Linked DNA regions of Anser cygnoides: region 2 is linked to region 1. The links are chromatin contacts, called in public Hi-C maps. All regions are on one chromosome and are shown on one strand. The core of a region is the stretch at or near the end of the contact, and the rest is flanking DNA. Distances in the headings are between cores, read along the strand shown. Region 1 holds the start of WDFY3 (WD repeat and FYVE domain containing 3). Region 2 holds the start of PPM1K (protein phosphatase, Mg2+/Mn2+ dependent 1K).

What was found. Hi-C and Micro-C count contacts between places; a contact is called where the count stands out from the background.
Region 2: a Hi-C map of liver shows a contact between it and region 1, with 1.6 times the contacts expected there. The contact joins the promoter of PPM1K here to the promoter of WDFY3 in region 1. A contact is called at or near these places in 2 of 7 Hi-C or Micro-C datasets (granulosa cells and liver).

The regions. Positions count from the first base shown.
Region 1 is chr4:80,681,155-80,683,932 of Taihu_goose_T2T_genome, reverse strand. WDFY3 (WD repeat and FYVE domain containing 3) reads right to left here and starts at 1,419. Exons shown (of 66, transcript XM_066996496.1): 1 at 748-1,419.
Region 2 is chr4:80,879,310-80,882,087 of Taihu_goose_T2T_genome, reverse strand. PPM1K (protein phosphatase, Mg2+/Mn2+ dependent 1K) reads left to right here and starts at 1,376. Exons shown (of 7, transcript XM_066996502.1): 1 at 1,376-1,515. It overlaps LOC106048172 (a long non-coding RNA gene), which reads right to left. Exons shown (of 4, transcript XR_010831320.1): 3 at 1,251-2,778; 4 at 1-304.

The DNA of each region.
Region 1 (2,778 bases), core at 170-2,669:
AATGGCATTTGGGCCATTCATAAAACTACAGGTCAAAAGAAACACATTCAGCTCTCTGCGCTGTTTCTTATCTACATCTGCCTCTCTCTACACTGTCACCCACAACCGCAGCAGGAAACCACAGTCCTAATCTTTCAAGGTGAACACCACGCGGGGACTCGGCACCCAAAGTTACCAAGTGGGCTCCAGGCAAACCGCACCAGTTATGTGGATCTCCCCGAGGGGTGAACAAACCCCACGCGCAGGGGGGCAGCCGGCCCCTCAGCCCCTCACAGCCCCCCGGTACCCACAGCCGGCCGCCGGGGGCTCCGACTGTCGCACCTCGGGGTGCAGGGGTCGGAGACGGTCTTCAGATAAATAAATTAAAACAAAACGAGGGGGAAGGCCCGCCGCCCCCCGGCACAACAAAGGCCGCCGGAGCGGCCCAGCGCCGCCGTCGAGCTCCCTTCAGGGCCCCGCAGGCCGGGGCCCCGCCGGAGACCCCCGCGCGCCTCCCTCCGCCCAGCGGGCAGGGAACACGGCAATAAAAACGCAATGGAAAGGGGCCGGGGGCTGGGAGCAGGGGGCACAGCCCGCGCAGCGGCAGCACTCGGGGGCCGAGGCTACCTGCGCCCCGGCATCCCCGGGGAGCGGGCGGCCGCCACGGCCTGCGGCCGGGCCGAACGAGCCGGCAGGTGGCGGGGGGCCCCTCCGGGGCCGGCCGCGGCACAACAAAGCGGCGGGGCCCGGGCGGCGGCGGGCACTCACCGGGCGGCGGCGGGGGGCTCGGCCCTGCCCGCCGGGGCGGGGAGGGAGCAGCGGGCGGCCCCTCCGCTCGTCTCCGCAGCTGATCTCGCTCACGGCGCGGCGCGGCGGGCCGCGGGCCGGGCCCAGAGGGCGGCTCCCCCGCTGAGGCCCAAGCGGGCTCCGGCGGGAGGCACCGCTGCAGCGCACTGGGGCCGGGGTCGTCGCGGCCCCATCAAGGCCGGGCCGGGCCGAGCGAGGCGGGGCGGAGGGAGCAGGGCCGCTCCCCGCGGCGGCTGGTGGCCATCTTAGTCCTTCTCCTCCTCCGCGGCACCGAGTGCCCCCTCCCCGCACGGCTGCCAGCGCTGCCTCCTCCCTCCCGCCCTCGGCTCCTCCTCCTCCCTCTGGCTGGCTGCGGCCCCCGCCGCTCCCGTGGTTGGGTTTGCCCCGGCCGGACTGGCCCACGGGGGGGTTCGGTAATGGCGGGCGGAGGGAGCGGTCCCTCACGGAGCAGCTCGCCGCCCCTCTTCCCTCGGCTGGGCGGCAACGCACCGCCCCGACGCTGTCCCCGCGCTCTCTCTGGGTTGCAGTTGTTTTTTTCAATGTATTTGTGGGCTATTAGCTTGACTTTTAGCAGTTTCGGGGTCCCGTGGAGTCAGGCGGAGAGTTACGTGCCTCCCCCTCCTCAGACAAAAATCCTGCTCCTCCTGGCAGACACCCGCCGCGCCTTGTGCCTTTCTTCTTCCCCCTCTTCTCAGGGCTGCCCCCGCCCTCCTCTGCCCGTTACCGGCGCCCAGCAGCCTGACGTGTAGAGGAGAGGCGCCTGCCTCGAGAGAAGAGCCTGCATGTCACCTGAAGGGAAGTAAACAGGCAAACATAAGACAGAAAGAAGTCCACTTCTATTTGGGGCTGAGGCGCTTTCCCTTAGTCTTTGGTCGTATGTGCACTGAGTGAAGGTCCACTGAGTGTTCCTGCTGTGGTACACAAAAGGGATTGTACGTTTGAGCTGTGCAACAGAGGAAATATTTTATCCACGATTCAGATGTTTAAACATAGACATAGTTAATCTTTTCCTAATTAAGCCAGAAGTTTGGTTAAATCCCTTGAGCTGAAGGACTCCTTTGTGCCAGCTAGACAAATTGTCCATTTAAAGTTTAACTAGACACACCAGCTACAGTGTCACCTGGGACCCTGCATCCGCTCAGATACCTCATGGGGAAAGGTAAAGACACGCCCACATGTGTGACCACTTAGCATTCTGCCTTGTTCCAGTAACTCCTCACTTCTTTCAAGATGTCAGGTATTAACAGCCATTCACCTCCTAGCAGTTTACTTTTTCATTTACAAAATCATAGAATCGCCTGGGTTGAAAAGGACCTCAAAGATCATCTAGTTTCAACCCCCCTGCTCTGGGTAGGGTTGCCAACCACTAGAGCAGGCTGCCCAGAGCCGCATCCAGCCTGGCCCTGAATGCCTCCAGGGATGGGGCATCCACAACCTCTCTGGGCAACCTGTTCCAATGCCTCACCACCCTCTGAGTGAAAAACTCTCTCCTAATTTCTAACCTAAATCTCCCCATCTTAGTTTAAAACAATTCCCCCTTGTCCTATCACTATCAACACATGTAAACAGGCATTTCCCCTCCTGTTCATACACTCCCTTCAAGTACTGGTAGGCTGCAATGAGGTCCCCCCAGAGCCTTCTCCAAGCTAAACAAGCCCAGTTCCCTCAACCTTTCTTCATAGGAGAGGTGCTCCAGCCCTCTGATCATCTTAGTGGCCTCATCTTGGAGTCTTCACAGAAGGGATCAAGTAGCAGCTTGGTGAATCTAGCTCCAGGGTTAAAAGCAGCAAGAAATAACACACCAACCACCAAAGACCTTTGCGGTTTATGGGTAAACAATCACAAGGAACCAGGAGAATTGCTTCTTACCTCTGCTATCATGACTTAAGTGGAACTGGGTACTCTGTTATACCTGAGGACTGATTGAGTAAACACCATTTACCCCATCTTCCTTTTCTAACAAGTAATATAAAAAATACAATTCCACTTAAC
Region 2 (2,778 bases), core at 127-2,626, 200 kb before region 1:
AACTGGTCAGGTAACAGAGAGGTGTTGTCAGGAGAAAGTTACTCCTGTGTCTGCAGCAGCAAGAACAAGCTTGGACCTTGCAGCCAGGAGCAGGGAGGGAGCGGTCTAACCCCAAGATGCCAGCGTGACGTGGGCTTCCAGTGGGCTTCCAGTCAGGCTCGCAGCCAGACGGTGTCAAATGATAGGGGAATGCCCTCGCTGTGAAGTGTTTTTCACCTGAATAACGTTCCTTTTAAGATCCTCAAGTCCGTTCTGCTGAAGTGGACTTAAATCCCAGATGTCCATGGCAAATAGGAACAGCAATCTAAACCAGAAAAAATAAATAACTGTAAAGCAGCGGAGTAGGACTGAAGTGGTGCTTCTTTGCATTAATGACTCTGCAAATGATTCTCCACCAGTAACCCCACTCAGAACTTTATATTCCTGCTGATCCTAAACATTCAGGAGGAGACTGGAGGGTAAGATATCCAATGCCCCAGATGCCACAGGTCAAGGACCAGAAAGGAATAAAAGCTGTGCTCAGTTAAGAGCCGCACTTGATAGCTCTATAAAAGCAACTGCAATCTATAAAAGCTCTATAAAAGCAACTGCAATCACTTTCTTTCCCTTTGAGCTGGGGTGCATTGGAGCCTGAGGAAGAAAAAAGCCCCGCACCCCACTGCAGTGGCAAGCACGGCAGGTAGCTGCAAGCTTCCCGTGTGCCCACAGCTGCAGGACAGCAAGGCACTGTGTGCAAGCCAAGCAGCGTGGCTTTTCAATGTGCATGCCTCATGCCATGAAACCACATACATGCATACATGGCACATACATGCCATGATCCACATACAGCACTATTTTCAAGCACTGCAGCCCCTAACTTCTAATGCTTCACAATGTACCAAGTTTCAGGGCAAATTCAGCTTACACCGCTCACACGCTATGAATGGAGAATGCCAAAAGCAGAATGCAAGCAGCTAGGAGCATCCTATCCTAACTTGCTTTATCCTGTAGGTAAGAATAGGGCAGAAAAGCACCGCAATAATCTACTTCAGTTTCCCAATAAGCTGCCTGAAAAGTCAAAAAACATCTAAAGTTTCAAGTAGGCAAAACAACGATTTGTTTACTAGTGATCTTTTCAGAAAAGATGGGATTGCTACGTACAGAAACGCGACCTTTGCTTTAATAAACTGCTGTCTAAATCGTGTTTTTTAGTCTGACCTTCCCAGAACCTACACGGTGTTTAGACGTAGGATTTTATTTCTGAGCTTTACCAGACCAGAAGCAAGCTGCCCAAGATGGACGGAGGCGAGTCCTGCGGCGGCTGATGCGCAGCTGCCGCGTGTTCCCCTAGGCAGGACACCCGCGGTAGAGGCAGCGCTGCGAGCAGCCCGCGGCCCGCTGAAGCCGTCCCGCCGCCGCCCCGGCCCCGCACGCCTGCCTTCTGCCTCAGCAGCACGCCAGGGATGCCACACCCCCCGCAGGAACACGGCGTGCCGGACCGAGAGCCGGGCGCCCAGAGGACGCCAAAACGACACGGTTTCTCCCTCCCCGTGCTTCTGTTCCGATCTCCTTCAGCTGCTCGCAGCCCTGCCTGGGCCGCGCGCCCGGCGCTGACGCGGGCGGGGTGTGGGCGGCGGGGGGGGCTCGGCCACAGCCGCCGCTGCCATTGGGGCCGGCGAGGGGCCGGGCTGAGGGGGGCCGGGCTGCTGGGCCCGGCGGCCTCGGGGAAGACGGTGGGGAGCGGCACCCTGCGTCCTGCGGTGCCTGGCGGAGCCGTCGCTCGTCGCCGCCGGCTGCCGGGCACGGGAGGAGGAGGAGGAGGAGAGCGGTGAGGCGCGGCTCGGTGGGGGCGGCAGGGGCAGCTGCCCTGGTTCAGCCGCTCGGGCGCGCCGGGGGTTTCGCGTTCCGTTTGCACGCATGCAGTGCGGTGCGGAGCCCCGCGTGCCTTCCTCCTTCTTGGCTTGCGGTGGTTCCGCCCCCCGCTCGGCATGGAGACTTTCCATCTGCCGTGGAGCTGCCACTCTGCCAAGGGGGCACCATACAGCTTGAACTATGGCTTAATCATTAACTGCAATTACTGCATGTTGTTAGCTACCTATAATAACTATTTTTGTAGGTTAAATAGGCGCAGACTATCAGGATCAGATGGAGCATCTACAGCCCCCCCACATGCACTTGGGCTGTGGTACCAGCGCTGCCTTTTACAATGCCTTCGTCTTGTTTGTCCCCGGTAGGCTTGCTCAGTGTTTGGCAGCCTGTCCGCTAGGAAAGTACAGACCGTGCTCCGTCAGCTGAAAGCCAGCTATTTACATCACGGCAGTTACGGCTCGGTTTCCTATTCCTTGCTTGCAGAGACAGTTGAAAAGCCAAACAGCCATTGCTGTTTGTACTTGCCTGGAGAAAAAGGGCTTTTGAGAGATCCGTTTGATGGAAACAAATACATTAATTAGCTCCGTATTTTGGAATAATCTTCCAGTTCATGCTGTGGATACTGGGAAGTCTAAATATAGCTAGCTTTTCATGTTCTCCTTTCTAGCTGACAGAAGTGAATCTGATCGTGGGTTTCCTAAGTTGGCAGGCATTGAATTTTGTCGTGCTGTGCTTCACCATAGGACGTTAACATACTGTTGCTGTGAGTCAAGGGCAGCAGAAAAGAAAAAGTCAAGAAAGTAAACCAGTTATTAAGCACCCGCGAGTATAGTGAAATAAGGGTGAGATATTGCAGACATCCAGGAATAAAACGGAAGATCACTCAAAATTTGACATTGGTCAGTTGCACTCGGCTGGTAGCCAAGGCCA